2 separate regions of the Mus musculus genome follow, and region 1 is linked to region 2. The links are chromatin contacts, called in public HiChIP or PLAC-seq maps. All regions are on one chromosome and are shown on one strand. The core of a region is the stretch at or near the end of the contact, and the rest is flanking DNA. Distances in the headings are between cores, read along the strand shown.

Evidence for each region. HiChIP or PLAC-seq counts read pairs in DNA pulled down with a chosen protein or histone mark.
Region 1: an H3K27ac HiChIP or PLAC-seq map of extraembryonic endoderm stem cells shows a contact between it and region 2. The contact joins two enhancer-like sites. A contact is called at or near these places in 1 of 39 promoter capture datasets (maxillary cranial neural crest), 7 of 115 datasets of contacts at active chromatin or transcription factors (bone marrow-derived macrophages, embryonic limb bud, embryonic midbrain and 3 more) and 2 of 9 other capture datasets (adipose tissue and pancreatic islet).

Annotation. Positions count from the first base shown.
Region 1 is chr6:4,935,079-4,940,272 of GRCm38.p6, forward strand. The region is part of intron 2 of Ppp1r9a (protein phosphatase 1, regulatory subunit 9A); the gene reads left to right. Among named protein-coding and RNA genes, the nearest start is that of Gmfg-ps, 34 kb to the left of the region's middle. Within about 2 kb of position 2,938, at least 34 of the 459 cell types and tissues checked have an H3K27ac peak or open chromatin away from gene starts, as enhancers often do. A contact at or near this core is called in extraembryonic endoderm stem cells, where this site is marked.
Region 2 is chr6:4,731,633-4,736,517 of GRCm38.p6, forward strand. The region is part of intron 1 of Sgce (sarcoglycan, epsilon); the gene reads right to left. Among named protein-coding and RNA genes, the nearest start is that of Sgce, 13 kb to the right of the region's middle. Within about 2 kb of position 1,724, at least 52 of the 459 cell types and tissues checked have an H3K27ac peak or open chromatin away from gene starts, as enhancers often do. A contact at or near this core is called in extraembryonic endoderm stem cells, where this site is marked.

The sequences.
Region 1 (5,194 bases), core at 1,688-4,187, 200 kb after region 2:
CATGTCTTCATCCCTAGTGACTGGATCTGTGTTTGTGGGTGTCAAAAGAGGACCCACTGATAACTCTGAACCCCTCAGTTACCTTATTTCAAAAGACAGCAAAGTATGTTTGCATATTTTAGAATTATGTGTGTGTAAAGATTCCTAGAGCACAATTTGGTATTGAAATAAATGTCAAACTGCAGTGAGCTATTGCCTTTTTATTTTTGTTTGTGTTGTTTTTCTTTATATATGTCAGAGTGTGAAATATTTGCCTAAAAATAAAAATCACTTTTATTTATGATCTTAGAAGTTGTTGTGGCCTAACAACCATGGGGAACCTTATTTTAATATAATTATCCATCTCTTCTACCAAATTATACCTTTTATGTGTCTTCAAGTAATCTTTTACAGTACATCTTGATGCAAACACACTGTTTACTGTTGTTTCCGGGCAGGGTCTTGCTTTGCATCATGCTGACATTAGCATGTCATGTCTAGTTTGTTTCCTTTTGTCTTTGTCTGACGTTTGCACACATGCAACGCATGTCTGTGTTAAGGTTTTCTTCCTTTCCAGGGAAGGTGAAGAGGCCAGAAGTCTATGACTGTGTCTTGTCTAATCTTTTCATTCTTTTCCACACAGGGTCTCTCACTGAACCCACAGCTTGCCAGTTCGGCTGGACTGAGCCTTGGGATCTTTCTGTGTTTGCCCCTTTCCATCCCAGCTCTGGGATTCGAAGTTCACACCAGCATTCCCAGCTCTTACATGGGTGCCAGGGATCTGAACTCATGCTTCATGCTTGTGCTGCACATATTCTACGTACTGAGCCTCTCTCTCACCCCTCCGTAAATGAGGGAATGAGAAAATGCTGTGCTACTCTTGGAGAGGCACTATAAAAGCAGTTAGAGCACGCGTGCACTTGGTTATCTAGTTCCAATTTCACACCCTTGTGACTTTTTGTCATTTAGTGTGTTTGTGTGTGTGTGTGAGTGCGCGCGCGCGCACGCGCGAGCGCATGTGCGTGTGCATTAGAGCACGCATGCACAGAGGTTATTGGTCTGAGGTCCAGTGTTCACTAACTCCCTAGCTTGTCCCCGTCTCTCTCTCCTCGGTCTCTTCTCTGTTTCTCAGTCCCTTTGCTCACTGAGAAGTGCTTCAGTACTGAGATGAGCTGCGGAGTTCTGTGAGCACAAATTCAGTCTGTACTCTGCATCAGGAAATAACTGTCTCCTTGACTCGGGCTGGTGAATGCAGGACAGGAACCTATCCAGGAGCAAGACAAGTGCAGATACTAAAAGGCAGGGGTAAGGAGGGCCTGCTCACATTTAAACCTCCAGCTGCTCTGCAGAAGATCAGAGTTTCATCCCCACAGCCCCATCGCCTGTGACTCTAGGTCCAGGGATCCGCTGCCTCTGGCTTCCACAGCCACCGCTATGGATATCTGTGTACTCACACATAAACACCTGCACATCACTAAAAATATAAAGAACTTTTTACAAAGACAAAGGCAGGCAAGGTGGATCAGTGGTTTAGGGTGTTTACTTTTCTAAGTAAAGCATGGTGGAGAACAGCCACACTCACTCCTGTAAGCTTTGTCTGAAACTGCTTTTCCGTGTTAAAGACGGTGCCAGGGCGGCGGCAGCAGCAGCAGCAGCAGCAGCAGCAGCAGCAGCAGCAGCAGCAGCAGCAGCAGCACCTGAAATGAGTGTTTAAGCCCATGCTTCGGGATGTGTTTACCGGCCTAGAAGGTTGCGGTAGTTTCTTTAGGTGAGAATTCACATTCAGCCTGGGTTGCCCTGCTCATGGTTAAATATACACGAGCCCGTCTTGTACCTTTGTGGAGTCTGTCGTGTTGGTTCTGCGTGAGCTAAGTGATGTGGGATCCTACATCTTAACTCATTCCTGGGATGCTCAGTATTTCTTACACTTTTTTTAATGATTTTTCTCAAAATTTTAAGTTTACTCAGCTAGAGTAGCTTGCTTATTAAGGCATTTTCACATCTAGACATCTGGTTTCATCATTGTGGGACAGACAGGGGTCATAAGGGACCTCCCTGGAGGGGTATATCTGCGTGCTATTAGATTCTCTAAATCTCTCCTTCAAGATTGTTGGCTCACAGATTAGAATGCAAACAAAGATTTTTTTTTTTTAAAGAAAAACCTTGTTTCTATAAACGAGTGCTTAATGTTTTCACATGAGAATCTTCTGTTTTCTGCCACTTGGGATCTGCAGAAATTGTAGGAAGGTTCTTAGCTCATGAGGTAAGTTCTTGGGGAAAGTAGAAAGCAATAGTTTCTGGAATAAGTTAACTTGGGTTAGGCCCATCATTTCTTTTGTCCTCTCAGGGCTACTTTATAGATCTGCAAGGAGACATCCCAAGCAAGCAGGGCTGTATGACAGTGCATCACCTGCCTACTGGCCGCTGGGGCCCAGGCAGTGTGTTAACTCTGACAGGAATAGAAACAGGGCAAAGAACATTTAACAAGTAACACTTGAGAAACAGAGGGTCTTCATCAGTGTGCCATTTAAAGACAGTAATAAATGCGTCTGTGTATGGCAGGCAGTGACAACTTAGGACAGAGGTTAGAAAGTTGAGATCTCAGAAGAGGACGGAATTACTAAAGGCTGTATTGTAAGGAAGCATAGTACACTGAGTGCTTGTTTCTAAAACACAGCGTTTCTCCCTCTGGCTCTCTCTCTGGTTTCTCCCTCTGGCTCTCTCTGTAAAGCTCACGGTCTTCTCCATCCACAGCAGTGTCTTGCTGACCCTCCATTGCTAGCCTTTTCTGCTTCCTCTCCCCTCCAATCAGGGCCTTTGATCGCTCACTCTTTCATATCTTACTATTGGTCTTAACAATGGCCAGTAGATATTTTTGTAAACCGGGTGGTACCTAGCTCCTGAACTGTGGTCTATAATGAGACAAGTCCTTTTTGACTGCAGTAGCAACAATGTAACTCAGAGAACAAAAGATGATGATTCTTTATTGTTGCCACTTGATTGGGGACTCTCCACATCAGCCTGCTTCTGCTTCTCAGTTCCCAGAGCTGCTTTCCTGAAGCCAGAGCCACCACCCAGAGACCTAAGACTCTTCCTCCTTCATTTGTACAAACCCCAGTCTCTACAGTGGTATTTTAGCCATTTTAAAAATATAATTTTTATTAGTCCTTTGAGAAGTTCATACAAATGACTATGTAGTTTATCTGGTTTTTTAAGTTCTCTTTCTTTTCCTCTCTGCTGGCCTCTCAGCCCCTCACTGACTATTCAACTTTAGTGTTTGTGCTTGCTCACGCCCTTTCCCTCCCTGAACAAACAAACAACAGGAAAAAGAACGGCATTTTCCCATCTTTCTTTCTTCTCTGTGTGTGTACTTTGTTGCATTTTCTCCTTTTTTTTTTCCAAATAATTTATACTTGTGTTTGGCATTAATATTTTAGAGGCTTCTGAAGATCCTGAGAACTGCTCTAGAATTTTGGTGAATTTTATAATTTCCTCTAATAGGATCAATGCTTCAGAGATCTGTGTAGTAGATCATGGGGATTCTTGCTTGCGATATGGATTCCCAGTGCATACTCTCTGACTGATTCTGGTGTGATTGTGTGATGTCTGTGTAGCACGATCAACCACTTAGTGAGAAAACTTCAGTGTTGAAATGACAAAAGTCTTCTTGAAGTTCTGTGGAGCTGTGTATCCTACATGAGTATATGTGTATGCGTGTTAGTGCGACAAGTATATGATGTGTAGCCTAAATTTCGTAAGATGGGAACATACACACACACAGGAAAGGATGGTAAAAACAGAAATGCTGCTCCCTCCTCTCCTGGAGGATTGAGTGTGCTCATGTGAGTCTTAACTTAGACCTCTCTGCTTCCCTTTCCTCTTACAAAGGGCCGATTATACCATCTTAAAAAAGAATGTGAGCCTCTTTGACATGTACAAAAGGCAGGAACCCTTGAGGTCAAGTGAATATAGCCAGGGTTATCTGGATAATTAAGTCTGAAAGTCTAGAAAGGCAGAAAAGCACAGAGCATTTAGTGCTGGTTGAGGGACATATTTTAGGGAGCGTATTTAACTGATTAACTCTGATTCATTGCAGTTGGCCCAGTTCACTGGAAGGCCTCTGTCTTTGTTCAGTATGGAATTGCTACAAAACCACCAGGGCAGGCTCTCATTCCCATGCCGGGTTCTTAGAGAACCTTCTTGCTGTTAAATGACAGCAAGGACACACTGGTATCCTATCAATGTTTATGATAAGAAGCAATAAATATGTAAATATATTTTGGTCAAACCGTTTACAAATTTAAGTTCTTTTTAGTGATAGTTTGGCATGTATGAAGCCCTGCAAAGAAAGAAAACCTAGTAATTTACTAACAAAGATGTTTGCTTATATACTTATGTGCAAGCTGGTTTCTTGTTTTGTTTCATTACTGTGAATATATTAACTTTTCCTCTTGGTAGCTTACATTAGTTTTGGAACCTAAATAATGATGCTGAGACCAGAGATAGTTTTTAAAGACTTAAAATTACACATGACAGTAAACCCATAGATTTTAAACTTAACTAAAAAATAGAGAAAAGTCTTTTAGGCTGATAGATATATTGCTGAAGCTGAACACAGTGGGCAGATGAAGGAAAACCCAAGGGAAGGACACAGTGGAGAGAATGGCAGGTGGGCTGGGAATTGCTGGTGTCTTCAGAAATCACATTGCTGAAGGAAATCGGAATTCTTTTCCAACACAGGGAAACTGTATAAAAATACATACTTAAATACCAGCACGTTCTCTTTGTCTGCTGTGGGTATATAGAACTTGAGGAAGAGGGTGGGTTAGGCCCTGGCTTTGGAGGCCTATGAGAAACCAATACTGTAGAAGTCTTAGTTTGTCATGGAGGCAGGGTGTGGGGCTGTCACCCAAGGTGAGAATCCATACTTGAAATTATCCTCAGCACTCCTCTAACAGTAGGAAACCCAGCTGAGGACCGCCAATTTTATATTGCTCTGTTCCTTTCACTCGGTGTTTCTGTATGTCTCATTTCTTCAGTTTATTTTACAAGAAATACAGTACACTCATTGGCTTATTTCACTTCTCTGTTTTCAGCGAAAACCTTCAATACTCTTTGCATAGGCTCTGGAATGTAGATGGTAATTGTTAGATGCCCGGCTCAGCTTACCCGGGATCACACTTGCAGTCACTGCCGTAGCTCAGCTAGGCTTCCC
Region 2 (4,885 bases), core at 474-2,973:
AACCAAGAAAAGACAGGGGCAGTCACAGGTTGGACAACCGAGTCAGAAATGCCACATCCTCCGATGAAGGGAGATGTCAAGGAAGAGGGTATGATCCCTTGCTATAAAATGACCAGAGGATGAGAGCGAGATCAAGGACTCCTAGCTTTCAAAAGCAGAAAATTTACGTGCAGACTCCTTGAAAACAGAGTTCTAAGAGACTGGGGAAGGGAAGAGCCAAATGGCAAAGGTCAAGATGCAGAAGCTGCCAGGGAGATGAGATCAGCCAGGACAAGGAAGCAAAGGCAGCGACCGGGGGCCGGGGGCAGGGTGAGGAAAGGGAGGGTCCTCCAACAGGGGGTTCTATCCACAGGTTCTAGGAAAGATACGGGGAGAGAACAAGAGAGCAAAGATAAAGAAAACGAGACACAAATCCAAGAAAAGTAGAACATATAGGGCCAGAAATAGAGGATATGAATAAAGAAAATACGTCCTGAATGAGAAAGTAAGGGAAAGAGAAGCGTCCTGTGGAGTCTAACAACGCTTGTGTCTCCATCATGCCAGGAATTATGTACGGATTTTCTTTTCACATTAACTCTTCAGCAAAATATTTAACAAACTAAATTATGAAAATACTAAGTTCCCCATATTAAAAAAAAAAGCGATTCAAAATCTAGGTTCTAGCTGGGTGTGGTAGCTCATGCCTTTGATCCCTGCGTGTGCTGGTGAAGGAGGCTGGAGAAGGGGATCAACGAAGCGTCCCTGCTTCAAAACAAACAAACAAAACCCACAGAAACCTAGGCCATTAAAAAAAGAAAAAGAAGCAACAATGAAACAAGCAAAGTCTTATGGGAAGTACAAGTGAAGGCCTCTAACAAACTACTCGGCTGGCATCAGTTTTAAACTCTGTGGATTTAAGCAAACCAGCTTTATCTACTAAATGACCAGTCTTACGAGTGATTTTCCTAATCAGTGGTTGAGTTGTGTTATGACCTTATGAAATTATGAATTTCTAAAACTAGATGAAACAAATGGTAGGTGTTCCCAATAACTTAAATTTAAAACAAAATCCAAAACACTAAGAATGCCTTATGTCCCAGACGGCTCCCCTCCAGGAGACTCTTCATTATTGATTTGAAAGGCAACAGGGCTGCTTACGCACCTAGGCAGCCCCTTCAGAATAAGTGCCCATGGGCGCCAAAAGGTTTATAACAAATAGACACACCACACATATCCATGACTCTATAAAAGAAAGTCCAGGCAGATGGGCTACACTACTTCAACATGTGGTTCTCATAAATAATTATGAAGTCCCCAAGACTGACAAATCCAAAGGGGTAGGAGAGAGTAGTCCGATTGCTTAGGATGCAGCAAAACAGGAGGGACCCAGCACTGGAAACCCCTGCCTTCTTACTTCCAGGTAATCTCATGGAACAATCAGGACATGTGAGTCACCGCTGGGCTGACGGGGGATAGAGAAGCCCACCCTAACAGAATCGCTCGGGAAGCAGATGACAAAAGCTACTTTCCTTTCCAGCATGGGCAGCAGCATTTAGATTTTACTGGCAGACTCCAGCAAAGAGCTTTCACATATTGTTTCTCCCAATCCTTACAAACCCAGGTGAATCTATCAATGTGTTTGAAGATTACAGAGGCTTAATCTTAAGGCCCAAGGTAGTAAATCCAGCAAGCAGCCGCCCAGGAGCTTCTCTGCTGCCTGCGAGATGAGTCATCACAAGGGAAGCCTGGGCTGAGAAACCAGATAGCACTGGCTTGACCCCTTCCCCCATTAGTGAACTAGTCTTCAGACTGTACTGCACGTAGGAATCACAGTTGAGAGTTCATACAAAATCACACGGTTGTACTTTAGGAGTCAGTGGTCTGACGGATTTATGTGCATACCTTTAAGTCTGAGATTGTCGTCCACGCACTCTCTTTTTCAGAAGGTGACCAACCTGGCATAAGCGTTGCCAGTCACTTTGGGATCTTGGCTGGTAAACGCTTCAGCTCTATACTTCCCGGGTGCTCTACAGAGACAGCCTGGATGTCTTTCATAGCAATTCTTTTTTTTTTTCCCGAGACAGGGTTTCTCTGTGTAGCCCTGGCTGTCCTAGAACTCACTCTGTAGACCAGGCTGGCCTTGAACTCAGAAATCCGCCTGTCTCTGCCTTCCGAGTGTTGGGATTAAAGGCGTGTGCCACCACACCCGGCTTCTTTCATAGCATTTTTTAAAAAAATCTAACCAGTGTCCTAATTGTCAAGGATTACCGTAGGATAGAACCCTTGCATACATCTCAGAGGAGCTTCTGTACCTTAGGGGCCTCAGTGCTTGGAGACCTTTTTTTTTTTTTTTTTTTTTTTTTTTGGATGTAAGAGGAAACCCAGCTTTTCTTTTAAAGTGTGCGTGTGTGTGTGTGTGTGTGTGTGTGTGTGTGTGTGATATGTGCATGGGGACTGAGCATGTCATGTTATCCATACAGAGGGGTCAGAGGAAAGTTTATTAAGTCAGTCAGTCCCTTCCACTTTATATCGGTCCTAGGGACATGACTCAGGTCTTTGGATTTCATGGAACAGCGCCTTTCCGTGGGGCTACTTCACTGATCCATGCACACTCACTTTAATCAAGTTCATATTAATTCATATAATAGCTGACTGACCTCAGAAAACTGAAGCCCGACGACTCTAAATAAAAGGATAAGTACCGTGGCTCAGTTCACCAGGCAAGAGTTATAGAAGGCGAGACACTGTAAACCACACACTGACCAAAAAAAAGAAAAAAAAAAGGTTACTCTCTGCTGGGGATGTGGGGAGCTAACGTTTGGTAGCTTTATTTTCATTAGAAGACCAATGTGAGAAAAAAAAATTCTTTTAAAAAACTATCATTCAAATACCTTTCCTGCACACCACTTTTCAAGACTAGATCTAATGTGTAAAATAATGTCAACCTCTATAGACAGGTTATTGGATGAACTCCAGAGGCAACGCACTGTCTTCAGAAATCATTAAAGGAAGCGGTTCCTGATCATTTGTCACAATTACACCTACAATGCTGCTTTCTCTAACGGGAAAACACAAAGGCAGAGAGCGCCATGAGTCCTGCAGTTATGCGCGTACAGTAAGAAACTGTTCGCATAATTTGCTGGACCCTCCATGTCCACAGCATAGCCAAGTCTTCAATGCGTCCCCTCCAAGAGTCAAAGCTGAATGAATCTGAAGGTGGCTGGCTTGTCCTCCCGTTCCCGAGAAACCGTACAAGGCTTAAAAGTTTGTCTTAAGATGTTCTCAATCATTTGGAGGCTTGTAGCAGCATAAAGAGTTTTCATCTAGTCGGGGGCAAGCAGTCTCTGAAGAGAGAATATTGCTCTTTCCCAACCTGGGTAATTTGCAGACTAGGGGAGGAGGGAGTTGCTCTTTAATACAAGCAATTGAAGAGCTATGAATAGTGACTGATTGCTGATGGGCTAATCAGAATGACAAGAAACAGAAATAATAAATAATAACTTGCTCAGACATCACTGTCCAAGTAAACAGCAGGATATGCCAAATGAAATTTAATCTGATTAGCACACTCACCTTACAAATGAACTATCAAACCTTATCACACTTCTCTCTGGGTTCTGCTTCCCTTATTTCTTTACATATTATTCTACTCTAAGGCTTTGCTGAAGTTGTCTGTAGAGTTCACATCTTCCATAGCTCTTCCCTTCTATGACAGCCTTCAAAACCTTTTTCTTTTCCCTTTTTAAAAAATCAAAAAAAATTTAGCATCATGTCTGTGTGAATGTGTGTCTCTGTGTGTGTGTGTGTGTCTGTGTGAGTGTGTGTATGTGTCTGTGTGTGTGTGTGAGTCTCTGTGTGTGTGTCACTGTGTGTGTGTCTGTGTGAGTGTGTGTGTCTCCGTGTGTGTGTGTGTGTGTGTGTCTGTGTGAGTGTGTGTGTATGTGTCTGTGTGTGTGTCTGTGTGTCTGTGTGAGTGTGTGTGTATGTGTCTGTGTGTGTGTCTGTGTGTGTGTCTGTGTGTGTGTGTGAGTCTCTGTGTGTGCGTATGTGTCTGTGTGTATGTGTGTGTATGTGAGTGTAGGTGTGTTTGTGTGAGTGTCTGTGTTTGCCTGTGTGTGTGTGTCTATGTGAGTGTAGGTCTGTGTGTTTGTGTGAGTGTCTGTGTTTGCCTGTGTGTGAGTGTGTGTGTGTGTGTGTCTGTGTGAGTGTAGGTCTGTGTGTGTGTGTGTGAGTCTCTGTGTGTGTGTCTCTGCGTGTGTGTCTGTGTGAGTGTGTGTGTCTCCGTGTGTGTGTGTGTGTGTGTGTGTTTGTGTCTGTGTGAGTGTAGGTCTGTGTGTTTGTGTGAGTGTCTGTGTTTGCCTGTGTGTGTGTCTCCGTGTGTGTGTGTGTGTGTGTGTGTGTGTCTGTGTGAGTGTAGGTCTGTGTGTTTGTGTGAGTGTCTGTGTTTGCCTCTGTGTGTGTGTGTGTGTGTGTGTGTGTGTGTGCGCGCGCGCGCGTGCAGGCGTGAGTGTGTCTGATGTCTGTGGGTGCGTGCCCATGCCACAGTGTATGTTTGGAGATCAACAGAAAATCTTGTGGAATCACTTCTCTCTTCTCACCTGGGCATGGGGTCCAGGGAGTGAGCATAGGCTTTCATTATCTGGCAACAATCAACTTTACCCGCTGGGCCATCCACAGGGCCATCTTCCCTCTCCTTTCCTTATGCCACTTTCTTTACTACTTATAAAACTACTCATTAAGCTGTTTTTTTTATTATTATTACTATTATTTATTTATTTATTTTGGTCTCCCTTGGTACAAAACACTAACTTATTAGCACCCAAGTCTCCAGAGCCATGCCAGCCAGACCCTGCACTGTTAATGTGCTTACACATATTAACTGGCTCGATCCTTACACAAACGATGT